Linked DNA regions of Mus musculus: all the other regions are linked to region 1. The links are chromatin contacts, called in public promoter capture Hi-C maps. All regions are on one chromosome and are shown on one strand. Each heading gives the region's core, a stretch centred on a gene start, on an enhancer-like site or on the middle of the called end of the contact. The rest is flanking DNA. Distances are from core to core; before and after follow the strand shown. Region 1 holds the start of Idh3b (isocitrate dehydrogenase 3 (NAD+) beta). Region 2 holds the start of 1700037H04Rik (RIKEN cDNA 1700037H04 gene). Region 3 holds the start of Il1bos (interleukin 1 beta, opposite strand). Region 4 holds the start of 4930402H24Rik (RIKEN cDNA 4930402H24 gene). Region 5 overlaps Sirpa (signal-regulatory protein alpha). Region 6 holds the start of Ap5s1 (adaptor-related protein 5 complex, sigma 1 subunit).

Region 1 (4,258 bases), core at 1,349-3,848:
TTTTGAGTTTGAAAAGACCTAGGTTCCAGGTAAGTCCCAGGATTAAAAAACAAAAGCCTCAATGTTTCCATCTGTAGAATTATAACATATGCTTTCCTTCCACTTAGAGCCATACCACATTAGAGGTTTGTCTGGGATACAGAAGTCCTTAGCTTATAAAGTAGGTTAAACCACAATTTTTATCTTTGTTTTTTACATTTGTTTAGTGTGTCTGTGCATATGCATACACATGCATTTAAAAGTTCAATAGACATCAGCTATTACTTCATTTATTTTTAGAATGCCGTTTCTCCTGCCAGAAAGATGAGTGATTGGATTCCCTACATGATCTTGGCCACTGCATCTCTATTATTGGTTGCCATGGTCTTTCCTCTCCTCATCTCTCTTCACACTCTGATCCCTTTTCCTTCTAGGACAGTTCTTGCCACAGGAACCCTCAGATCTCCACATTTGCTGTAGCTTAGAGTTATTAACATTGAGCGACTCAGTCCAGTCTGTCTGGACCAATGGTTTCCTTTGCATGAGTTACTCAAGCTCCTCCATTGCTTGCTCACAGTATACACTCAGAACCACCGTCCGGTAAGAGTATAGGAGATTCCTAACATCGCCAAAACCCCTCTCATGTCTAATCCAAAACAACACATGCCTCTAGTGGGCACTTCCAAATCTGACTTCTTTTTGAAGGTTATGTGAATATGTCATATAGTACTGGTGGTCGTCTAGGGGAGTGCCAGGTTTGTTCCTTGAAATGGACAGAGAACTGAGTGTTCAAGAAAGACAGAAGACCAAGCCATAGAGAAAGCAAAAGTAGAAGTTTTATCTTTTCGAATTGGGAGAGGCCCTAAAGCTGGGAGTCCACTATATTGATGCTGTTTGTGTATTTTTAAAAATATTTATTTTATGTGTATGCCCTTGAGTGTATGTATGTGCATCATATGCATACAAGGGTCAGAAGAAGTATTGGATCCCCAGGAACTGGAATTACAGATGGTTGTGAGCTGTCATGTGGGTGCCGGGAACAAAATCTGGGTCCTCTGCAAGAGCAGTAAATGCTCGTAACTACGGAGCAGCCTCTACCCACCCCCATGTATCTGCTTGTGTACTTTATAGGGCCCTAGAGTCTTCTCCCTGATGGTCCTGCTCAGATACCTGATGTGCCTTGAGTGAAAATGGCCAGTTTGAACTGGAGAGAGAGAGAGAGAGAGAGAGCCCAGCTGCTTCCTGATCTTGCTGCCGTCCCTTCCCCTCTGTGGTGACTGGGGTCTCCTGGAGCCATGAGCTAAAGTAAATCTGTTCTTTCGAAAGCTGCTTTTGTCTGTGTTTTGTCCCAACAATGATAAAAGTAATTGATACAAGTCCATTAGGCAGGCATGGGGTACACGCCTTTAATCCTAGCACTTAGAAAGCAAAGAGGCAGGTGGATCTCTCTGAGTTCCAGGTCAGCCTGGTCTACATAGGAAGTTATAGGTCAACCAGGGATATAAAGAGAGATCCTGTCTCAACAAAACATACATGCCTGTTCTGATACACTTTCCGTGTAGCACTCAATAAATTATATGAGATACTCAACATTCTATTATAAAATAGACACTGGGTTTAGCAATCTAATGGAGTTTTGAGAGGAGATGATATAGAGGACCCGCCCCCCATCCAGGATCCCTGGGGACATAACTAAGCAGCTAAATCAATGTCAGTAACTCTTTATTTCCAGAAGTAGTGGGAGAGAAACTATCAGCTATCATGATGAATGAGTTTTCTGTTTACTGCATGAGAACAAATTCATGAGTGAAACACACACAGATCTATAATCAAACTATTGAAAACACACCATTTCACCTGTAATACATACATGGCTAGAGGTGCCCTGCAGGATAGTTATAATCTTCATCATATGTACAAAGGAGAATGTACAGGGATATACACAGCAATGTTGCTGAGAAGAGCCCAAATCAGATTTCATACTAGGTATCTGCCTATTTAAGAAAGGATTAAGCAATTTAGTAAATTTAAATTATAGCATACTATACAGTGGAGCAAAAGAATTAGCTTTTATTTTTCAGCTTCTTTTTTTTTTTTTCCAGGATGTGGTGGTGCACACCTTTAATTCCAGCACTTGGGAGGTGGAGGCAGGCGGGTCTATGAGTTTGAGGCCAGCCTGGTCTACAGAGCTACCTCATCAACTCCAAGTTAGTTTTCTTATCATAACCAGTTTTCTTTGTAATCTGAATTATTTTACCTATTTAAAAGAATTCTAAGTGACTAACAGTGAGTACTAGTTAAGAGAATAACGCATAACAGAACATTCAAACATTCACAAATTCCCAAGACTTCTCAACTTATTGTTAAACTCACATCCTTGTTCAATACTTGGCCATATATATTTGGATGTTGTTTTGAATTTTCAAGAGAAATTAAATCTGACGAGTGAAAACAAAGCAAACAGACAAACTGGTTGTGTGTCCTGTGACCCTACATTACCAAACAGAAGGAGAGAACTCAAGTGAATCCGTACACACCGCCGATTGGTACGGGAGAAAGAACCGCCAAGCTCGCCAGGGCTGACAGGAAGTCCAGCTCCCACGACCGCGCTCGCTTCCGGCGTCACTTCCCCCGCGACTTCCTCGGCCGAACATGGCAGCGCTGAGCAATGTCCGCTGGCTGACCCGAGTGAGGCCCGGGACGACCTGAGCGGAGGGTGGGCGGGAGAACAGAGGGTTTGTCCGCGGTTTCCAAAAGAAGGCAAGGTCATCGCGGTGTAAGGGGCCGCGGTGTCCCCGATCTGACCTTGTGTCTGTCGCAGGCGGTGCTCGCCGCTCGGAACTCCGGGGCATGGAGAGGTCTCGGAACATCTACGGCTCACGCCGCTTCCCAGAGCCAGGTACGCTTGAGTCCAGCTTCGTTCTCGCCCATCCTTGTCGCCTCCTTGCCGCTCCCCTGGGTTTCCCCTCCCCACCTCTTTCCCTCTGACTCCCACTTCTGCCCCTGCTCCATCTCTGCTGGCCCCACTCACAGGCACAAGATGTGAGGGTGGAGGGTGCCTTTCCTGTGACCATGCTGCCTGGAGACGGCGTGGGGCCAGAGCTCATGCATGCTGTCAAGGAAGTGTTCAAGGTGAATAGCCCGGGGCGGGGGATGGGTGGCGGATCAGGCTACAGGGATGGATGGGTTGTTGGAAAGTTCAGACCTGACCCAGCCCTGTGCTTGGACTTATCCCTGAAGGCTGCTGCTGTCCCTGTGGAATTTAAGGAGCATCATCTGAGCGAGGTGCAGAATATGGCTTCTGAGGAGAAGCTGGAGCAGGTGCTGAGTTCCATGAAGGAGAACAAAGTTGCCATCATTGGTTTGTATGGCACTCTGTCATTTAAGAGCAGTGTTCATAAAGCCCCTCTCTCTGCAGTGTGTATATATCAGTTTTCCAGACTGGCCTCTACTGACATTTAGGAATTTGTTTCTTCTCAGTGGCAAACCAGGAGTTAGTGATGTCAGGAAGGGGTTGGGACCTGCTGAGGCTGTGTCACCGGGGTCAGACCCTGTTAGTTGTGTCTGCGTGCCCATTCTTTTTTGGTTTGTTCATTTATTGTTTGTTGTTGTTGTTGTTGTTGTTGTTAGTTTTTCCAGGTAGGGTTTCTCTGTGTAGCCCCGGCTGTTCTGGAACTCTCTGTAGACCAGGCTGGACTCGAACTCACAGAGATCTGCCTGCCTCTGCCTCTCTGCTCTCTGCCTCTGCCTCCCAAGGGCTGAGATTAAAGGCACGGCCACCCTAACCCAGTGTGCGCTGATCATTCTAACCACTCCATTTCTTCTCTTGTGCTGTTTTATTCCCCATATTGGATTTTTAAAAATTTATTTATTTATTTATTTATTTAGCTTGTAGGTTTCCTCCTATAGACCCACTTTCTTGGACAGCCTCACTTGCAGGGCCAGCTTTTGCAGAGGAAAGTCAGTTCTTTATAATCTGGCCCCTGATGTTCCTGTTTTCCTTTCTACAATTTGTTCTGTGCGTTGCTCACAATCCGCTGTCCTAATTGTCCTGTATATGTCACTGTGTCACCTATCAGGATCTCCACTCACTTGTGGCATTAGTTTCCTATGACTGCCATTGGATGCTACTGAAAATAACATATATAATTCAGTTCCTGAAGCTACAGTCCCTCTAAGTTCCTTGGGGCAAGTTTGATCCTCACCAGCAAAATACCCAATTTCCTTTTCTTGTTTTTTCTTTGTGCACAACTACTATCAAATGGCAATCAACCAACAA
Region 2 (4,058 bases), core at 653-3,152, 880 kb before region 1:
GCTTTGGATAATAAGGCCTTGGGCCCAGGAAGCTCCTTATAGGTCTGGGCACTTCTGATGTTGCCATACCGTCTCAGTGCACGGGCCCACTGAGAACAATGAGAAACAGCCATAGAACTTCTATCTTGGTGTTCTGTCGGCACTCAAAGCCTTATTTTCCCCAGGCAACTTTCCAAAACCATTTGTGGCCTTTCCTGGAGACATGTAGCATGCTTTAGTACAGGCAGCTCCATATCACAGGTTTTCCCAGGTACCCAAGATGCTTAGTCTAGGAACATGAGGAGTATTGGCAAGATCAAGAAACCACAGTTCTTTTTGTGTGGTGGTCTCACAGTAAGCTAGGGGTGTCTTGCTTTGGGAGTCTGTTAGCACATTAACTTACCTATCGTACATATTCAGAAAGTATGTTAAAAGGAGTTGACAATTAGAAAATTGCCTCAGACAGTAAACTGTTAGCGATTATTCTGCTTTCGATAGAGCTCACCAAGAGATGGGTTTCAAGTGAAAAGCAGCAAAAGGGAAACAGGAATCCTGAAACTGAAAATCAACACACACCTAGGCAGTAAAATAAACGCGAGAAATAGGAATCAGAGGGGACTATGGTAAACTGACGTTCCAGAAAGGCAGGGACCGCTACCCCCAAAGCCCTTGGTTCTTGTTTTGAATGTAAATGTGAGAATGTGTTGTTAGATCTGATATTTCAAAAGAAGACTGGAAATGAGAATCCTTTGTGAAGAAGTAGGATGAGGGGCAAGAAGATGGGAAGAAAAGTATTTATAAAAGTCTCCGGGGGCTATACATCTGCAGGCTGCTTTTGCCTGGCGTGGTGGCCTTCAGGATACTTTGGAGGCACTGTCTGCTGACTTGGAAAAGAACAGATATGGAACACACCACGGGGCTTCTGGAAAGGTGGGAGTAGGGGTTGAGTAGGCTGGGATTAGAATGAAAAGTTCTCAATGTCCGCTCTGGAGGACAGAATTTTCTCAACAGTAGGGAGCGCACGTACCATCCAAAACAACGATAAAAAGTTTGAGAAGCCCTGCTGAAGACAGCAGGGAAGCACTGGGCCCTCTGAAGTAACGCTATGAAAACAATAGCACAGAAAGACTATTTGTTACCAGCGTGCGAACACAAGATCCGAGTCAGGTTAACAGCCATAAGGACACGGAAGAGTCGGACCTTGAGGACTCTTACAGGCAGCGACCACATTCTATCGGAAAAACAAGCAAGCTCTCAGCGGTCCAAGGCCTGTCTCCGCTAGTTAAGTTGGAAGGATCGGGAACCTGTGTGTTCTGACTGCTCTTTCGGCACTTTAAACCTCTTGTCCTAATCAGTGTATATAAGGATAGAGATAGTCGCACACGGACAGGTGGGCCTGTGGCAAAAATCCACAAGCCTTAGTAAGTGCTCTACGAAGACGCCCACACCCTGTCGGGTGGGTCGAGACGCATCCCGCTGCCATGGCGACCGCCTCCTTGGAGACCAGGAGCAGAAGCTCCTGTCCCCGGGGGCGCCCGCGTACGCTCCCTTCCCCCCTTCCTACGCCGCGTGCCTTCTTTGTTCTAATGCTTATTTGGAATAGGGAATGGGTGGGAAAGGAAGACCGAAATCCAGACTCAGTCCAGTAGGAAAGGTGACTGCTTAACTCCTAGACAAAACTGCCGCGGATCGGAAACCTCATGGGGAAGGTCGCTCTGGTCGGTTTCCAGCAGCGGTTCCAACATAGCTCCCATCCCGCTTCATCACCCAAGCTCGTGCCGCTGGGGTGACGTCGACTCGTGGGGCTCAGCCTCCGCGCACACGTGATGTGGAATCTCGTCGTTAATTGGTGGATCTCAGAGACAGCTCATTGGTCTGAAGTGCCCTAGCCCCGCCCCTCAACGCCCCTCAAGCCAATGAAGGAGGAGAGGGCGTGGCGCGAGGCTGATGCGGCGCGGGGCTCTTCCTCGCGCTCTCCAGCCCGTTCTGCTGCTGCTACCGCCGCCTCCGCGGTCGTTTCTGACCGCCTGGCCGCGGGGCTCGCCTGCAAGGTGAGATGGGCCCTCCGGGCTCCGTCTAGTTCACCAGAGACGGCTCCTGGGTCTGAGATCCTCAGCTGTGCTGGAGCTGGAGGCTTTGCTTTCTAGCCTGAGGAACTCTGTAGAAGCGGGATGGGGTGGGGGATGTGGGGTCCTGGGTACAAATGACGGTTAGCGGGCAGGGTACAAGTGACACCTGAGGGTGGGGGCGTAAATGTGGCTGACGTCCCGTTCCTACCTGGTCCTCGTGGCTCTATGTGACCTTGGAAGAGTAGCCTCTGAGCCTCCGGTGCCCGGGCACGATCATGAGGAGGATGTTGATGTTGGGAGTGTCGGCTCCAGAGACTCCTGCGTCAGCCTGGCGAGCTCAGAGAGCGCAGGGCATTATCTCAGATGGACAGATCCGCGGCCTTGCTCTTGGTGTGGGTACGTCTGAGGCCCGTTCTGCTGCTCTTGTCCCCTGAGAAAACAATAACACTGAGGTGGGGCGTGCCACACCCACAGGGATGGCGGTAGGAAAGGCCAGAGGGCCAGAGCCAGAGCCTCTCCAGTGTCTCACAGAAATGGTTGGATTTAGGTTCTGGACCAGTGCTCCTGTTAGTGAACAGGGCTCGGTTGGACAGCTTGAGTCTTTCCTCTTTAATCTTGGTGGTGGGATGTGAAGGTAGGGCATTGCTTTGCACTGGGGTGGGGTGGGGTGGGCTGGGTGGGTGGTGGGTGGGTGGGTGGGGGGTAGGAGCAGCTTTCACCCGTGTCTCTGCTTCTTGGGTGAAAGAGTCAATCTAGAGGCCAGATGAATCCAAGCAGCCTCCTTTGATGTCAGAGGGGGATGTGGGAAGTGAATGCTAGGCAGAGGAGAACCACACAGGTTGGTAGACAGGAGGGACTAACACCCTTTTCACAGGTCAACCCTTCCCTCCACTGTTTGTGAGAGTAAACACCTATTACCGTCCTTGCATCCCTGGCTTTGGGGAAGGGGGCTCCAAAGATAGGTCAAGGCTGAGGAGATGAAAGATTGCTTCCACATGCGACCTCCATGTAGCACTCCCTGTCTGAGACTTCAGTGGGTGTTCTTTGAGCTTTAAGGGGAGGTTGGATAAGTGCTTCTGCTGGGCTGATGATTGAGCTGTGACTGGGTCCCTGGATGGGTGTAGGGGAGGTGGTAGGAAGAATTGAAGGTTGTTTACTGCTCTGACATAGAAAGGGCTTTTATGGGGTTGGGAATGGTGGTTGAAGAATGATTCAGAGAGGAGACGGTAAAAGGTTTGGGGCTGTGCTCCCAGCCACACAGCACAACGCAAGCTGAAATTGGCTCTGTGATACCTTGGGGCTTAAAGGCTGCCTCTGGGAAGAGGTAGGTAATCAGAAGGGAGAGAGAGTGTCACAATGCAAGAGTTCCGTTTTGCCATGGGTAGATCACCTTTGCCTCTTAGCTTGGAGCTTGAGTGCTAGAACAGGGCAGCCTGGACTGGACAATGAAAAAGGCCTTATGACACCGAAGACCCTGGATTTTTCCATAACCACCACCTGTTTACCCACATGCTAGCTCTTTGGGAAGGTAGCTTCAGAGCTTTCCCCGCCCACATTTTAGTCACTCCAATTTCCCTAAGAGCATCTGAAATACCAAGAAGCCCTCAGTGTGCCCCCGCCTGAAGCTGTCCAGGATCTCACCTGACTTATGTATATTTGTTTTTTACTTACTAATTATTTGGAGATATTGTCTCAGGTGGCCCAGACTGTCCTTACAATCACTCTGTAGCCAAGGATGACTTGAACTCTGATCCTCCGGCTTCTACTAACCAAGTCTGCCTGCTGCCATACCCAGTTTTCTCTCCTCTCACTCCTGATTTGTCGACAGCCATCTAAGGGCAGGGGCATCATCTTCTTTGCCAGATGAGGGGCCTAAAGTAGAAAAGGCACCACAGCAGCCTCCTCCATAGTCTTCCCAGAGCCTGGTGCCCTGGAGTGAGGAAAGGAAGAAGGGCAGGGGAGGGGCCTCCTTCATCTCTTAGCTAGTTTCTGAGAAGCTGAACTCTCCGA
Region 3 (4,364 bases), core at 1,826-4,325, 910 kb after region 1:
CCCCTAGTTACCCTTCTCTGTCCCCTGGTTTTCACCATCCCTGGTTCAACTCACATCAGCAGACCAAAGGAGTCTCCAATAATCTCTGTCAGGACAGCCCATAAAATCATCAGACCTTCCAGCCCTGCACACAGGCTCTGAGGAAGGTGTTAGTCCCTCCAGGCATAGTTTGAAATGTGGACCCTGTGAAGGCAGAACAGAAAAATGAACCAGATGGCCCAGACAGGACCTCTGGATTGTCTGCAGAACTAGATAATACATCTTATAAGACCTTAGTGCTGAGAACTGACCATTGCTCACCAAACTCAAAAGCAACTGAGACCCTGAACCATCTTCAGATTTCAAATCAAACATATAGCTGGTCAAAGGCAGGATTCTTCTGTTTGCCTTCCTGAAATCGAGATGCTGTGAACCAAATTAGGCAAAAGAAGGCTGCCTAGTAAGTAAACCTTGTTTCATAGTAGAGCCTTGTCTATTCCTCCTTCCAATTCTGTCTGTCTATTTCCCTTCAGTGCTGCAGAATAAGCTCAGTAACCAAAACATACTAGGTACAAACTCATCTGAATGAACACATTGCCAAATTCCTACTCACCCGGGCTAGCTCCTACTGCCTGCATCCATCTGCCAGGCACTGTGGAGACCTGGCTCTAATGGAGTCCACAGACTCTCTGAGGGCTCAGCAAAGGAGTTAGGTTTCCACTGAGGATTCTACTATACTGTAGATGTGCCCAAGAGACTGTATGCAGCATTCATATGGCCTGGTTGCTCATTCCATCCAAGCAAGAAGAGCTCCCCTGGGTAGGCTCCCTGGGCTCTCTGAGTTAGCAGTCTAGTGATGCTTGATATGGCCAAGAGACTTGGTCTCCCCAGATCTTATAGAAACAAGAATTTTCCAAAACAATTTTTTAGGCAAAGACTATCTCTTCACTTTTTAAGATGGACTGTGCTCATGAACAGGCAGATGCCTCGTTCACCACCTTTGCACTGTGCAACTTAATTCAGGCTCATTCTGCTGATCACCTAGCACTGATATGGTTTCAACATGAGACTGGCTATGGTATTATAAGTACCCTGGCAGGGCAGGAAAGCAGGAGTGGGTGGGTGAGTGGGGGAGCATCCTCATAGAGGCAGGGGAGGGGGAGAGGATAGGGGGTTTCCGGAGGGGAGACCTGGAAAAGGGATAACATTTGAAATGTAAATAAAGAAAATATCCAATAAAAGAAAAAAATAAGCACCCTGGCATTATCAGACTGCATAGGCTTGCTTCCAGAGTTCCCTGACCCTATGATAAGTCTACACTGATACCTGCATACTGTGTGTGCCCTGACCCACACAAGGAAGTGCGTGTCTCTCCAGAAGCCCCTGCTAACACAGTTGATGGAGAGCACAGAAGCACCATCCAGTTACCAAACTCCAACTGCAAAGCTCCCTCAGCTTAAGCACAAGGAGGCGAGAGAGGTGACACACTTCTGGGTGTGCATCTACGTGCCTACCTTTGTTCCGCACATCCTGACTTAAAATGTACAGCTAACCCAGGAAAACCCAATATTTTTAATATTGACACCATCTGCACAATTGTCCAGGGGGAAATAATGCCCATTTCCACCACGATGACACACTTGCGAATGTGTCACTATCTGCCACCCCTTGACTTCCAGGGATTAGAAATTATTTCAGGGTAGCAATAGCCTCTTCCCCTAAGAATTCCCATCAAGCTTCTCCCCCCTCCCCCACCCTTCAGTTTTGTTGTGAAATCAGTTAACCCAAGGGAAAATTTCACAGCTCTTCACTTCTGCTTTTTAGGACTATAAAACAAGGGAGGGAAAACAAGTTGGACAACAAACCCTGCAGTGGTTCGAGGCCTAATAGGCTCATCTGGGATCCTCTCCAGCCAAGCTTCCTTGTGCAAGTAAGTCTCTCTCTCTCTCTGTCTCTCTCTCTCTCTGTCTCTCTCTATCTCTCTCTCTCTGTCTCTCTCTCTCTGTCTCTGTCTGTCTCTCTCTCTGTCTCTGTCTGTCTATCTCTCTCTCTCTCTGTCTGTCTCTGTCTCTCTCTGTCTGTCTCTCTCTGTCTCTCTGTCTCTCTCTCTGTCTCTCTCTGTCTCTCTCTCTCTCTCTCTTTCCCCCCCCCCCACTGATGGACTTTGGGCTTTTTATTTATAAAAAGTAGCTGTACCTCCATGGTTTGTGAAGTACTCTGGAAATGAGTACTGTCTGTATAGCCGCTGACATCTAAAAGGCAGCTCCTGTCTTGTAGGAAAGCTTCTTTATTAGGGTTTGGCTCTGCTGTTGCTTCCTTCCAGAGCATCTTCCTAATGCTGTTCCCCATGTTGTAGTGACCCCCCACACACCCTAAAATTATTTTCATTGCTACTTCATAACTATAATTTTGCTACTGTTATGAAGTGTAAATATCTGTGTTATCCAATGGTCTTAGGTGACCCCTGTGAAAGGGCCACTTGACTCCAAAAGGGCCACTGTTCTAGACCTATACAACGGCTCCTCCGTTCCTTCATTCCTCAGAGACCAGTTTAGCATGCCTGCCCTGAACTAGAGCTAAGAGAAACACATATGAAGGACGCCCCTCGGGGAGCTAACGCTGGATGCCCACCCACTTTCTTTCTTCACACAGGTGTCTGAAGCAGCTATGGCAACTGTTCCTGAACTCAACTGTGAAATGCCACCTTTTGACAGGTCAGTGGGTACTGGAGAGTGGTCACATATCCAGCACTCTGCTTTCAGGAATGGAGGGCTATCTACTTTCAGAGGCCAGAGAGTCCCCAACTCATCTCCTTCAGTGGCTATCAGAGTTCAAGCAACCTAGCTTAAAGACTGACCTCTTCACTCCCAAGCCCAACCTAGGGACTTAGGTGCTGTCACTACAGGGACTCCTACAGATGCAATGGTAAGAAAAACTTCCACATGGACAGGATAAGAGACTCTTTTGCAAAGTCTGGCTTGGAAGCAAAGGCAGAGAGCTCAGACTTTAGCTAACTCTGCTAGTCTAGAATTTAGGTGTCAGAAGTCAACAGAGAGCAACCAGAGCACCCACTTACCTGGCCCAGAATCTGCTTCTAGACTGTTACTTACGTAGCACTGTAGAACTTCCCAGAAGTCTTTGGGAAGCTTTAAGAGTCATGGTAGGTGTGGTTTTATGAACAATGGAAGTCTGTCTGCTCAGTATTGATAAGGAGCTATCACTTGACCACATCTGTTTTCATTACAGTGATGAGAATGACCTGTTCTTTGAAGTTGACGGACCCCAAAAGATGAAGGTGAGACTCTGAGCTTGGCTCCTAACCTGTGGAGGGACTGTGGCATGGGAAAAAAAAACCCAAACGGGAAGGGATATGGGACTGCCTTGCTCCCAGGCTATTTTGTGATGGGATTATTTTGCCTCTTTCAGTGACATAGATAAGGCAACCCACACACTGACCTGGCTCCCACACAGGTTTCATTTACCACAGCCACACACCAAGGCTTGCTGATGGCAATCATGGTGTTTTATGCTAAGAAGACAGTATGGTCTTCAACATACATTTAGTCCCCCCTTGAGAGAGATGGAGCTTAATCTGACCACTTAAATCGAACTCTGGATCTAGAGAGCATGACCTTCAGAATTAGCATCTCTTCCTTCTCTGCCAAAGAACAGTTTCGCATGTTCCTGGGGAGATTAAGATAATAAGAAATAAGTGATATAAACAAAAAGTTAGTTAGGATTTTTAAAAATAACCTGTGGCCTTAGACAAGACCTTTCATTGCTGTGTGATCATAGACAGTCCCCACTGTGTCCTTTGGGAAACACAGGTCAGAAGATCTCTGAAATGTTGGCGATCTGTCACAACCTTCCATTCTGAAGTGTTTTAAGTGCTGGCCAAGTCCATCCTAGCACAAGGGCACTTTCCAGACTTGCTCTCATGAAGAGCCATGTTGCATCCCAGCTGTCCCTTCCTATGATGACTGAGAACGCTCTAATGCCACATGGCGTCAGTCCAGCCACGTCACTGCCCCACTCAGGAGGCAGCTGTTTCTCTCAGACCTCTTCCCAATCCCTCAACAGTCTCCCCCAGCTACAGAATCTAGTCCTTAGCTTACATGAATGTATTTTAAGACCACTCTAACTAGTTAGTTCAGCCTTGGGTGACGCCTCTCACTTTCCCAGCCAGGCTCTGTCCCCCACTGCCTGCTCCAGAACATGGCTTTCCCTGGGAGCCTCTACTCTGGACAGAAACTTCTCTCCCAATCAACCTTTCCTTTACACTATTGAAATGATCTATCGCTGTCCTTCAAGCTTTGAAACTGTTATCATGCCTCAAGGCAACTGTGTTTAGGCCTTAATGTGGTGTTTCTCCAAAGAACAGAAAA
Region 4 (4,107 bases), core at 1,011-3,510, 560 kb before region 1:
GAAGGGAGACCGTACAATGTTTTTCAAAAATGGGAACATAAATTGAGGGGGGAGCTGAGTGGGGCTGCAGTGTTATCCAGTTGTACTCTGACATTACGGGTTAAGTAAGGGAGTACCCCTTGGAGACTGGGCTGTATCCAGGGCACCTGGCTTCAAGGTTCTTAATTCATTTTCCTAGACGTTAGGTCTGGAGCTCAGAGTGGTAAGAGGACAAAGGAGTGGGTCAGCTGCGTGTAGTTAATTAGGGCATAACAGACAACTGGTTATGTGTTTTTCCAACTTATGCACCTTGGTTCAGATAACAGCGATTTCTATATTCTATATTCAGTTAAGAGACAATTAAGAAGACATTTGGAGAGAAGTGGGGTGCGTGTGTGTTCCTAAGCCTGGGAACATGAACTTGTTACACCTGGCCAATAAGATCAGTTTTCAATCAGTTTTGCAGACACAGCTTTTTTTTTTCCAGGAATTCTCATTTACACTATTTCTCTCCAATAGCACATGAAAAAATGACCATAAGGAAACTACAGCCTCATATCCAGTAAGATGACTACGATCCAAAGATAGATATTAAATGTTTGGAAACGCGTGGAACAATTGGGACTCTCTCACCTAGGTAATGTGAATATAAATGGTGCAGCTTTTTTGGAAAACAAAAAGATGCCTCAAATTATTAAACACAGACTTTCAGTATAATCAAGCAGTACACTTCTAGGAGTATACTACATATACAGGAGAATTAAAAACATGTCTACACAAAAACTTTCGGTATTTGGTCATATTGGCATTAAGCTAAGGCACAGAAAGTGTGGAAAAAAGCTTCTATATTCATTAACTGATAAATGAATACAAAAGATGTGATATCTGCATACCACGACATTGGCCAAGCAACCAAAGGCACACAATTTTGTTCTGTGCTACAAATTGTAGTAGCCTTCCATCTGGACATGATGATGCAGGCCTGTAATCTCAGAATTTAGGAGGTTGAAGCAAGAGTTCAAGGGTTCAAGTTCAGGGGTTCAAGGTCAGCCTAGGCTACATAAAACATACCAAATGGAGGAGGAAGGAAGAAGGTGAATATCACATTTGCTTGTAGAGAAAAGATGTATTCTCAAAGCTGATTAACAGAGCTGGAGATGTATATAATGACTGGGTGCGTAAAAGCTCGAGGTGTTTCAATAAATTGACTGTTTAGCAATTTACAGTCTCCTGGCTGTTAACAGTGGTCTACAGAACAAAGCAGCTAAGAAAGGCTCTTTCATTCGGAAGCCTGGTCATTGCGCTGCTGATTGGGCTGCTGTCAATGATTAGCTGGGTTTCAGAAGCTGTTGATAACTGGCTGATTTGGAAGCCCCTGAAGAGAGGCTGTCTCTGATTGGCTGATTTTCAGATACTGTGTTGGTTACCTCTAAACAATGGTTACACATTCACGAGTTGGGTCTGAAGGCAAAATTTTATTTTCCTTTAAGTATAAAAATAAGCATTTTAGTTCCTTCTCTTTTTCAAACCTGCAAGAGATACCTTGGGGATTGTTAAAATCTTTATGAGTGGAAGAAGGATTTTTTTCAGCCAGTACTATTTATAAATAATTCAAAGGCTGATCATTGTAGCAGGGAAACTAGTCTTGTGGTGTTATAATTTACCATGAAAAGATGAATTTAGGACACGTAGGACATCTTGACAAGGTCGATATGTGATGCTAAAGTAGACCTTGTATATAGTAAGCAACTCTCCACTTTATGCAGGAAGGAACTTGGGCTCTGAGATTTTTTCTGGCCCACCGACCCACAGCTGGAAACAATTCTATCCAGACTCTGAACTGCAAAGGCAGGCGTCTCCTGGGATACTGTGAGCACACTGATGCCAGTGCTCTCAACAGGCCGCATCGCTAAGGGGCCGAACGTTCCAAGGATGGATAGGCAACTGATGTGAAACAGATAACTGTAGCCAGGCAGCGGTCCAGGACACCTAGAGATAAAGCCAAATACAGACCAGAAGAAGCCTAGCCCGGCCCTCGCGGGAGCGAGACCCCGCCCCGGGCGCGTCCGCGAGCGTGGCTGTAGCTCCCGCAGAACCCTCACCGCACTGAGAGACCTTAGGGCCCGGAGGTGTGGTGTCCCGGAGCCTGCGCCTGGCGGCCCGCACCCCAAGTCCGTCTGGCTCCTCCGCAGCACGGTGCGGCGCTGGGCCGGACTCACACTGACGCCCCCGCTGCGCGCGCTCCCGCCCCGCCCCCGCGTGCCCGCGCGCGCCGACCCCGCCCCCTTGGCGCACCCTCGCTCCGCCCTGCCGCTGGCCCGCAGCGGTGCCGGCCCCAGCGACCCTCCGCGGCCCCCAGGTCCTACGCCGCCAGCCTCCATGGACTCGTTCGACCCCCAGCAGCTGGGGCTGTCCCCCGCGCGCTTCGCTGGCACCTTTGGCAGTGGGGCGGCCTCCGTCAGGTATGCCGCGTCGAGACAGCCGAGGGTGGCCCGGGATGCGCCTTGGGGCGGCTACGCCTCGGGCGGCAGGGCGTGGTCTGATATGGCTTCCTTGCGGAGGATTGTTTCAAACGGCTCTGAGAAGAACGTTTGCCCAGGGACAGGCGGCCTTCTGGAGGGACCCTGCTATGTCTGTAGCTCGACAACCCACTGCGGTTTCCGGGAAGACCCCATTGTGACATCCCCACCCCATGGACCGGTTTTCCCTTAAACCTTCCCCACCGACAGCCCACCGCTAGAGGCCCTGTGTTCACGCGAGTGGAGCTCCCGAAACTGCCGCGTAAACCCCTTTGCTCCTAGGTGTCCAGACCCTTTGCCCCAGACTGCCGCTCGATTATAGAGTTTCCAGTCCCCTGCGTGTACAGGGAACTCCGCTCACCTGTCCCTGGCCACTGCATCCAACCCCTTTCCCTTGGGGAGCACCTGTTTCAGGGGCTTGAAGGTCATTGGGGGCGCAGGAAGAAAAAGGAAACTGGATGGAGAGGGAAAAGGAGGCTCGGAACCCCCCAGAGCGGCTGACACTAGGTTCGTGATAAGGAGTGCGGGTGGACTGGAAGGGGAGTTGATATTAGGGAGTGCTGCCCTGCCCTTTTCCATACAGAAGATCTGTTTCCAATTTCTGCTCTCTGTCTTTGGGGCTGACCTTGATAGCCGTCCGGGCTTTGTTTGTGAAGGAGCTAGTATGCGGCTGCCAGAGAAACGCGGAGGTTGGAGTGGTGGAGGTGTTGCAGTAGGAGCCTATAAGAAAGGGAAGGGAGGAGTCATTGGGGTTTGGGTACTGCTAACCTGTCATTAAACCAGAAGAGGCCTTTTTTGTTTGCTTACTTGCAGCCATTTGGCAAAGCAATATGCTATTGTTCCCTTGAGTGGGGGTTGTCAACTAATATTAGAATAGCTTATCCTATTTTCTGTCTTTTTTTTTTTTTTTAATTGAGACCGGGTCTCACTGTAGACCAGGCTGACCTTGAACCCGAAAAGATCCACCTGCCTCTGCCTCCTGAATGCTGAGTCTGTGCCACCGTGTCTGGCCGGCTTTTTCTGTGTTCTTGATTGAGTGTTGTATTGTGTTCTCTCTCTCTCTCTCTCTCTCTCTCCTCTCTCATGTCTGTCTCTCTCTTCTCTCTCTCTCTGTCTGTGTGTGTGTGTTTCTTTCTAGTATTGAGGGTCAAATCCCAATACATTGCTTTTGCTGGACAAGTGCTATAGCACATCTAGCCTTGTGTTTTGTAGAGTTTTGTTGTCTTTTATCAAAACTATGAAGAATGAAAATGACTTTTTTTTTCCTAAGACAGAGACTCACTTTGTAGGCCTGACTGGTTTTGAACTCACAGATCCACTTGCTTCTCAGTGCTGGGATTAAAGATATGAGCCACTTTGCTTGGCTTCTTTTTTATTTTTAAATTGTGTCTGTGTTTGTGTGTGTAGATGCATGTATTGTGTGTGTGTATGTGTTTTATGTGTGTGTATTGTGTGTGTATATATGTAGTGTGTATGTATATGTGAGAGAGAGAGACTCACTGTGCTTGCCACTGGGAGTATGAAGGTCAGAGGACACCTTGCCAGGAGTCTTTTCTTCCCTTTCTCCTATGTGGGTCACCAGGATTGGACTCAGCCAGGTCTCTTGGCA
Region 5 (4,406 bases), core at 1,440-3,939, 660 kb after region 1:
GCATTTTTCTGCTTCGGCGAGAGCCTTGGCTCACTCTCTCCTTCCTATGGTTACTATTGCTGGGATGAAACACCATGACTAAAGCAACCCGGAGAGGAAAGATTTTACTGAAATTATGCTCCCTCATCACTGTTATCACTGAAGGAAGTCAAGACAGTAACTCAAAGGAGGCAGGAGCTGGTGTAGAAACCATGGAGAAGTGCTGCTTACCGGCTTGCTCCTCATGGCTTGCTTAGCCTGCTTTCTTGTAGAACCCCAAAACACCTACCCAGGGATGGTACCACCCACAATGAGCTGGGCCCTCCCCCATCAATCACTAATTAAGAAAACGCCCCACAAGCTTGCTTACAGCCCAATCTTAATGAGGTATTTTCTCAATTGAGGTTCCCTCCTCTCAGATGACTTTAGCTTGTGTCAAGCTGGCACGAAACTATTCAGGACAAAGTCCTTACTACTTTTTCTCTCTGTCAACGTATATGTATCCTTTAAGACTTAACGATGTGTTTCCTCCCTGGAAGGCTTCACCAGCAGTGTTGGGTTGGTGTGGCTGCTTCTCTATGGCAACCTCACATCTTCTTGCATATCTTCCTCTCTGCTTTCTGTTCCTCCTTGCCACAATGCCTTAGCACATAGGCACAGGCACCCAACCTTGAAGCTAGCGCCTGTCAAACAGCCCCAAGGCCTCTGCACAGAGAACTCTCCCTTCAGATCTTTGAAGTCCTATTTTAACACTTTTCTTTGGAGACAGGGTCTCACTTTGTAGCCTGGGTTGGCCTTGAACTCACAGAGATCCACTCGCCTCTGCCTCCCAAGTGCTGGGATTAAAAGCATATACCACGGTGCTCGGCTGAAACCCTATTTTAAACAGCCTTATCTGAACCTTCACAGAACTCCCAAACTCTGTTCTCAGGAGGTCATTCCTGTCTTTCAGAGCAGTATTCCACACCGTAAGCATTTGTCTGTTCTGCTTTAAAATTGGCACCACCATTACTCACGAGGGATCCAGACGAGCGTGGGATACATCCTGGATTCTTCTCTTCCTTATACAAGCACCACAAGGCTAACCGGCCATCTCCAAAAGCTACATCAGACTCTGCTATTTGGTTATCTTATCGTGCTGGTCCCAGGTCCTCAGGCTGTGAAAGGTCTTGGTTTCTCTGCCTCCATTTCTTACATTTATAATGGATAAGTGAAAACCAGGGGTGTTGGCTCATCCCCATAATCCCAATACTCAGGAGGCTGACTCAGGGTTTCAAGTTTAAGGCCTGCCTGGGCTTTGAGACTCCCACTTCAAAACAAAACAACAGGAGAAGGAGGAAGAGAAGAAAAAGAAAAGGGGGAGGAGGAGAGGCACCAGCAGAAGCAGTTATTGCTCTGTACAGAAACCTCACCGTATACAGTGCAGTCCACTTCCACACTTCCACATCCTGTCTGGTGAGGTTCTGCACAGCCCTTCCCTGCCCCCTCTAGGCTTTCTTCCCTGTGCTCCAGCGAATGCAGCCTTACCAATGCTCCTCCCTCAAGCCCTTGGCATTAGCTATTCCTTGTCTAGTGTACTCTGCCCAGTAACCCCACACGGAAGCTCTCATCCACTGCTGCCTGCGTAGGGAGCACTCCCTAATCGCCCCTGGGCTCTGGTCATTTTGTCTTTTTTCCTAGCTCTTGCTCCACATCGATTATTAAGCTTCTAGCTTGCATGGCAAGCTGCCTCCCAAGGGACAACAAAACCCTAGCACCTTGTCCTGGGCTAGCCTATGGCTTACAACTCCCTCCGTAAATACTTGACGAATGAATGGTTGAGTGTTTTCTCACTGGGTTTCCCTAGTGCCACTCAAGTCTGGCTCCGAGCTGAGCTCAATCCAAAACAAATAAACAGCTGGGGTAGTCCTGGTATTCTGAGAATAAATGCAGTGAACTTGTCACAGTTAAACAATAGCCGTCCACATGAACCCCAGTGCCCAATAAAAGAGCAGACAACGCTCTCGTGTGGGCGGGGATAACTGTTCTGTCAGAAGGCTGGGCCCATGGCCAGCCAGCAGCCTGCAGGGTCCTTTGAGTTCAAAGGCACAGGATCCCCATCACCCTCTCTGAGGTGCTAGGCCCGTGTCCTACACCAGCACCAATGTCTTTCAGAAAGTATTTGATCTCATGCTGGGCTAGAGCCACCGCTGCCCAGGAAACCACCATTAAAGCTTGCTCCCCACCATCACTTTGGTCTAGAGACATGAAAGAAGCTAGTGATTTAGCTCCCTGGGTAGACTAACACTGGAATGATATGAAAGGGCAGAAAATGTCCTGCTTCTCTGGAGGAAGGACCAGGTGGCGGGAGGCAGCGGAGCATCAATGGAGAAATGCCGGTGTCGGTACCAGAAATCCTGCACAGACCTGGGCCATCTTAGCACCATACTGATACCTCAGATCCTGGCTGCCCCGACCACAGGAAGGGGAGCTGTGATAATCTCCTGGGGCAGGGGCTCCCAAAGGATGCCATGGAGTCTGGATCGCAGGCTCAGGTTGGGTTTGTGTGTGAACAGCCCCGAGGCTTCAGCTACTCACAAGTCTGGGAAGCCCTTGTCCTTCCAGGATATGAAGATGGTAGGATAGCAAGAGAAACTCACGCTCACCAGTGGGATGACATGAGTAAAGGGGCAGATGGGCGTGGGACACAGTAAGTGCTCACTAAACAGAAGCTGTGACTGCTGCTGTCATCTCATGGTGTCACTGTCTGCCAGAACTGACTATCTAACAAAGTAAGGCAAGTGAGAACAACAGAAAAACCAGACAGCGACCCCTCCCACAGGGAAGGAGTTCCAGGGACTCAGAGCTCGCAGGCGCTGCAGAGCTGAGGGATGTAACCACTCAGTCATTCTTTCATTCGCCTTTATAGAAAATTTACCCCATCCCAGGGATGCCACTCAAAGCACTAGCTGCTGGCTGTGAGCAGGAGGGACACAGTCCCTGTGCTCAAGAGATGTGGTTGAGAAAACACAGACAGGCCCAGAGCTGCTTCAGGCATACCAGGATGTCCGGACAGAGCATCAGAGGCTCACGGGAGGCCTGAGAGTACTGGCATCCCTGAGGAAGATTAGGTGAAAGAAAGATGCCAACTCCAGAGGAGTCGTTTGCAGAACCCACTGTGTCCCCAGAGCCTATACAACCCTGGGATGGCACGTGTGTGGAAGAGGCAATGTGAGTGGGCTAGGAGGAAAGCTGGAGCCCATATGTGGCAGGATGGAGGAAAGGCCTGTTTGAGGTCTCGGGGCTGGCCAGAACTAACAGTGTGTTCACAGGGGATAGGCCCAAGGCCTTTGGACTTGACCTTGAAGGCCCACAGAAAGCAACAGAAGGTCTCTGAGCAGATGAGAGAGACAAGTTTTGCTCCTAGAAAAGACTGGGCCAGGTGAAGGAATGTAGCAAGCAGAGTGAGGGTGAGAGAACAGGATTCCTGGGGGAGTGGGAGCGGGGTGGGGCGGGGGCAAGAGCCGGGGACAGTACAGTGATGTGCGTGTTCAGGGGTGGAGGCTGTGAGGTTGGACAGGGTCGTTCAGGAGGCTGCCAGGGAGACCAAAACAGGAGCCAGGTTCATCCCAAGGGGATTGTGCACTCTCTTGTTGGGCAGACATGGGCAGGTGAAGCTTCCCAGAGCCCCTGAAGGTAGGTGAGATACTCCTGCTATGTGCAACCACAGTTTCTACTACTGATGGTCCTCCAACCAGGACACAGACTCCTCCCTGTCCCCAAACATGAGTTGTCCTTGACACTACAACCAGTTCATCAGCAAGTCATCTTTAAAGTATAGCTAGAGTCTGACCACTTCTTAGCTCACATTCCCCTTGGCTCAAGCCTTCACCATCTGCTTAGAGCAGTCCAGTCATCCCTCACTGGCCCTTCTGGCTCCACCTCATCTGTTGCCCAGCTTCTACACATGGAGAAGGCGATACTTATAAAATAAAAGCTAGATCACATCTTTCCATGGAACCACGCGAGTTCTACAGTCGCAAGCTCTATACCACTGGCTTCTGCTGCTCCAGATCCGCAGTTCAATTCTTAACTCCAGAAGGAGGAGGGAGGGAGGGAGGGAGGGGGAAGGGACAGAGAGAGGGAGGATGATGGAGGAAGGACAGAAAGATCTGCCCAGCTCATGAGGACACAGCTTCACCTGAACTGATATGAAGCCATCTACAGTTTTATATTTCACGCTGGCACCTTCACACAACAGACTCTGGGATGCTGTCCTACTCTTCCGGGGAGCACCAGGACCCATCTTACAAGCCAGAAAAGCCTTTCTCCAAAACAGGTGAAGCTCACATGACTGCATGAGCTTCTTCGTTTCTTGCCTTCCTGTGCCCAGTCAGTTGGGCCTCCCAACCTCAGGTGTGGTTCTACCTGTTCTCTTGTCCAAGCAT
Region 6 (4,085 bases), core at 1,209-3,708, 930 kb before region 1:
TGAGGAAAAGCAGCTGCCCATGTGGCAGGAAGCGGGTGAGGATTCCCTCAATACGGTCAGCCCGCAACAAGAAGTTGGTACCTGGTGTCAGCAGCCGGAGGTGGTCAAGGAGGAGGCGAGCCAAGAGCCGGAGCGTGCGCTCAGCCAGCAGCAGGTTCTCATGGGTGTCCAACACCAGGGCGAAACCTAAGGAGAGTATACCCAGCCATAGCACTGTCCGAGGCTCCTGGAAAGGGTCCCCGGCTGCCAGGTGGAAGGCTCCATGAGGGGCCTCATGCAGGGACACAGGTTCAGCTGAGAACTGAGGCTGAAGGTCTGTGGAGGAACATCCAGCCGCTTGCTGCTGCAGCCTACACAGTGACTCCACCTGTCTGGAAGAGAAGCCAGGTCTGTCTGGAAAACTGGGGAGCCTGGTAAGACCAACAAGGCACCCCCCAACTTTAAACACACACACACACACACACACACACACACACACACACACACTCGCACCTCTGTCAACGTCACAACTTCCAAAGTAGCTGGGAGCTGCTGATAGTTCATATCTTGGGTAAGGAAACTTTGGCTTAAAATGCTTAAGTCATTTGCCCAAGGACACAGAGTCAGGTCGGGAAAAGGACTAGGGAATAAGGTCTTGCCTCATCTATCACAGAAGCCTTCTCAACAGAGGCGAGTAAGGGGTGAGAACAAAGTCCTCTGACAGGGGCCATCCAACCTCTCAACCATCCATCCCTCTCCAAGTCACAGGTGCCTTCCATGCGACTGCCAAGGCCACCTCTGCTGCTTCCTCAACCATCTTCTAGATTGGGCCATTCACAGACTGGCTTTAAAGCCACTTGTTTACCCAGGTGTCCTAATGTATGCCTATAATCTCCATTGTAAAGCACATTTCATCTGTACAGGTGTCTACCTGCCTATACTCTAATCTCAATTACGCTACTCTTCAGTTGCATAACCTTGGGTGGGTTAAGTGCCTTAAACACTGTATTTTAGTTTACTCTTCTGTAAAGTGAAAATGGTAACCATGGCCACCTCAGAAGACCGTAAAGATTTTAAAAAAACAAACTATATATATATATATATATATATATATATATATATATATATACACACACACACACATACATACAATTCCCAGAACATATTCCCAGTGCAGTAAATACTAACTACCATGATAATAACATTCTTTCTTTAGCTCCTCTTCATAGTGATACTTTATAAACAATGGAGGACAACTGGGGGAAACATTCAGATTTTTGGTCTTCCTGTTTGCCTGTCCTATTCCAGTGTCCCTTATTACTACCTCTGTGTTCAATGAAGCTTGGAGCTGGGCTGTGTGATTACCTGGCCACTGCCAAAATCTGTTCCTTGCGGAAGAGCCTGTCCCTTTCTGCACCATGTGACCGTGGATCATCGGGTGATTTCTCAGCACCAAAGACACAGGAATAGAGCACTCGGCAAAGGCCTGTATCTTCCAAATTCGGGGCCCTCAGAGTGTGGATGAGGAAAGCGTGGACCATAGCTCCAGGGTGGGTGCTCCAGGAAAGCCAGAGACCTAGATGGTGAAAGTGAATCCCCTGCTAAGGAGGCACCCTAATGAGGGGTGTGGCCTGGGAGTGTGTCCAGAGATTGTGTGGCTAGACAGCGATCACCATCTAGATCTGCCTAGCCTCTGAATAATCTAGTGCCTGCTCTGCATCACAGAACAAGGGCCATCCATAGCTGGACATATCTCCTATGTCGCTAAACCTACTTCTGCAAAACTGTCAGGGAATCTCCAAATGCATACGGGTCATGCGAGTGCAGGAAAAACTGAGAACTAAAAAAAAAAAAATCAGAGACCACAGCTGAATGCCAAGTCTGCTCCCGGAACAAAATAACCCAGCCTCCATACCGGGCTCCATTGAGACAACTTTTAGTATGGAGTGTGAGAGGGGAGTCTTCATCAGTGACACTTGGTTTTGAATGCAGGAACATGTCTTTGTTTTAGGAAACACTCAAGAAAATACCTCTAAAATGCCGCATCTGCAACCGATTCACATCGGCTGGGACAGAGTGAGCGGGGCAAACCTTACCCAAAGGGATCTACCGAGATAACCGAAATCATTTCAAAAAGAAAGACGTGGTGGCACGTACCTGAAATCCCAACCCTCGGGAGGCGGAGGCAAGAGAATCAGGAATTCAAGTCAGCCACAGATACACAGAGAGAGAGCCTGGCCGCTCTGGGCAAAGCGAGAGTGGCAGCCCCCGGTCTCAAGGCTGAGGAGAAACAGTGTTTAGCCACAGCTAAAGCTAAACAGACCAAGAATTCAAAGTTACCCAACAGGAAATTTAGCAAGCCCGCTTCAGGAAGGGAACCTAGATTTGCAGACTTTGACCTCTGGTCACCCTTCTGCCGCCAGCTGAGCGCGTCATTACCCCAGGGCACCACGTCCTCCTCCCACTATCTGCCCCAGTTGCGTCACTGCCTCGCGCGGGCAGCAGCGGCGCGCTGAACTCTGGGGTTTGTAGTTCAGCCATGGGCCTGTGGTCCCGGCGTGGTCCTCGACTTCCCGAGGACGTACACGCTTCTGACCAGCCGATCCCCTCGGCTGCGGGGGCGCCCTGGAGGGCTCATGGCTACGGAAAGCTTCTTTGAAGGCGCTAGAAAGCCCTTGATCAGCTGCGGCCTGGCCACTGCGAGGGCGACCGCCAGGGGGCGCTGAGGACCCCGGCGGCGTGCGCGGAACTGTCCAAGGAAGCCTCCGCTCGGCTGTCCTCAGGCCAAGCTCTGTGCAGTAGTAATGACCGAATTGCAGGAGCAGAAGTCTGCCTGCTGAAACGCAGTCATGAGTTTACATTTGAACCAATGGCCCAAGAGGTGTTTGGGACACACACATTCCTTTAACTCTGAAAGGCATGGGAATTCCTTAGGCTTTCTAAGGCAGGTCTACAGTCACTTGACTAGTGTCTGAGGACAAAAAGAAAGATTTGAGTGGCCCAGGCAGGGGTTCTGAAGAAAGCCCCTCATTAAGGACTGCATCCTGAACCCTCTAGGCCATAAGAACTAGGGCAGTTTCAGGGGACTGGTACTGCATATGCTGCGAGTGTTTCGATCTCAGATGCAATACAAAAGGATGGGTCCAGGCAGAGTGGTGTCTCAATCAGAGAGCTAGGGAGTTATGTTTGCTCCATTCTTGGCAGAAGTTCCTTGTCCCCGGTCCCTATCACTCTGGGCCAGGCCTCATGTCTGCCAGCAGATTGTAGCAAAGAACTGGCAGAGAGGTCTGTGGCAGCTGGGGGGCCACTTGGCATTGAGAGCATGATATCCTGGCCTCTCTTCACTGTTCAGACAGTCCATATCAAGTCCCAAAACCACTGGAAACTACTAATCTTGTGTGGGATGTGGGGAGAAGAATGCACTGAGCCAGTACCCTGGAGGACAGTGGGGGACCCAGGCAGAGGTGGTACAACAGATGACTTCCCTGGTCAGTGCTGGAGGCAGGCAGAACTGGAGGGCTCACCTGATGTGGGTGTGCCCTGGGAGATACTTGCCCTGTGGCCATTGGCCTCTTTTGACCTTTGCTTCAGAGAGTCTGTTGGGTCCCTGGAAACATGCGTGCATGCCACCTCAGACATGGTCAAAAGCAGCCAGCCTAACAGTGTCTACTTCATGTTAGCAATGTGCCTGGCCATCTAGCAAACCCACTGAAGTAATAATTTACTTTGAATTCTTCCTTCTTCCTCTCTCTCTCTCTCTCTCTCTCTCTCTCTCTCTCTCTCTCTCTCTCTCTCTCTCTCTCTTTCTTTCTCTTTTTGAGATCCTCAGAGATCCATCTGCCTGCCTTGAATTTTGAATTTAAAGGGAGCTGAGAGCCAGGCACTACACCTTCAATCCTAGCACTGGAAATGCAGAGGCAGATGGATCTTTGTGAGTTTGACACCAGTTAAGGATACATAGATCCTTCTTAAAAAATAGATAAGGTGGTGGCAAAAGCCTTTAATCCCAGCACTTGAGAGGCAAAGGTAGGCAGATCTCTGTGAGTTTGAAGCCAGCCTGGTCTAAAGAGAGAGTTCCAGAATGGCCAAAGCTACACAGAGAAACC

Evidence for each region. Promoter capture Hi-C pulls out the DNA fragments that hold promoters and counts their contacts.
Region 2: a promoter capture Hi-C map of pre-B cells shows a contact between it and region 1, with 4 times the contacts expected there. The contact joins the promoter of 1700037H04Rik here to the promoter of Idh3b in region 1. A contact is called at or near these places in 1 of 39 promoter capture datasets (pre-B cells) and 1 of 115 datasets of contacts at active chromatin or transcription factors (memory CD8 T cells).
Region 3: a contact with region 1 is called in a promoter capture Hi-C map of liver, with 4 times the contacts expected there. The contact joins the promoter of Il1bos here to the promoter of Idh3b in region 1. A contact is called at or near these places in 5 of 39 promoter capture datasets (the HPC-7 cell line, hippocampal neurons, liver and 1 more).
Region 4: a contact with region 1 is called in a promoter capture Hi-C map of pre-B cells, with 7 times the contacts expected there. The contact joins the promoter of 4930402H24Rik here to the promoter of Idh3b in region 1. A contact is called at or near these places in 6 of 39 promoter capture datasets (the C10 cell line, erythroid cells, hippocampal neurons and 3 more), 2 of 484 Hi-C or Micro-C datasets (CD4 T cells and pre-B cells) and 4 of 115 datasets of contacts at active chromatin or transcription factors (embryonic stem cells, extraembryonic endoderm stem cells, memory CD8 T cells and 1 more).
Region 5: a promoter capture Hi-C map of hippocampal neurons shows a contact between it and region 1, with 2.8 times the contacts expected there. The contact joins the enhancer-like site here to the promoter of Idh3b in region 1. A contact is called at or near these places in 5 of 39 promoter capture datasets (cranial neural crest, hippocampal neurons, liver and 1 more), 1 of 115 datasets of contacts at active chromatin or transcription factors (astrocytes) and 1 of 9 other capture datasets (liver).
Region 6: a contact with region 1 is called in a promoter capture Hi-C map of liver, with 3 times the contacts expected there. The contact joins the promoter of Ap5s1 here to the promoter of Idh3b in region 1. A contact is called at or near these places in 4 of 39 promoter capture datasets (the C10 cell line, cranial neural crest, liver and 1 more) and 1 of 115 datasets of contacts at active chromatin or transcription factors (memory CD8 T cells).

The regions. Positions count from the first base shown.
Region 1 is chr2:130,282,791-130,287,048 of GRCm38.p6, reverse strand. Idh3b (isocitrate dehydrogenase 3 (NAD+) beta) reads left to right here and starts at 2,598. Exons shown (of 12, transcript NM_130884.4): 1 at 2,598-2,667; 2 at 2,801-2,878; 3 at 3,013-3,111; 4 at 3,220-3,340. The coding sequence starts at 2,632.
Region 2 is chr2:131,157,925-131,161,982 of GRCm38.p6, reverse strand. It overlaps 1700037H04Rik (RIKEN cDNA 1700037H04 gene), which reads left to right and starts at 1,902. Exons shown (of 6, transcript NM_026091.3): 1 at 1,902-2,030. It overlaps Gm14232 (a long non-coding RNA gene), which reads right to left. Exons shown (of 3, transcript XR_003954063.1): 2 at 2,257-2,478.
Region 3 is chr2:129,368,613-129,372,976 of GRCm38.p6, reverse strand. Il1bos (interleukin 1 beta, opposite strand) reads right to left here and starts at 3,075. Exons shown (of 3, transcript NR_015474.1): 1 at 3,056-3,075; 2 at 1-183. Il1b (interleukin 1 beta) reads left to right here and starts at 1,838. Exons shown (of 7, transcript NM_008361.4): 1 at 1,838-1,909; 2 at 2,632-2,693; 3 at 3,226-3,274. The coding sequence starts at 2,647.
Region 4 is chr2:130,838,298-130,842,404 of GRCm38.p6, reverse strand. It overlaps 4930402H24Rik (RIKEN cDNA 4930402H24 gene), which reads left to right and starts at 2,260. Exons shown (of 37, transcript NM_029432.2): 1 at 2,260-2,441. The coding sequence starts at 2,359.
Region 5 is chr2:129,622,269-129,626,674 of GRCm38.p6, reverse strand. All of the region lies in intron 7 of Sirpa (signal-regulatory protein alpha), which reads right to left. Among named protein-coding and RNA genes, the nearest start is that of Sirpa, 32 kb to the right of the region's middle. Within about 2 kb of position 2,689, at least 31 of the 459 cell types and tissues checked have an H3K27ac peak or open chromatin away from gene starts, as enhancers often do. A contact at or near this core is called in hippocampal neurons, where this site is marked.
Region 6 is chr2:131,208,733-131,212,817 of GRCm38.p6, reverse strand. Ap5s1 (adaptor-related protein 5 complex, sigma 1 subunit) reads right to left here and starts at 2,458. Exons shown (of 3, transcript NM_001291031.1): 1 at 2,137-2,458; 2 at 1,345-1,555; 3 at 1-371. The coding sequence starts at 1,520.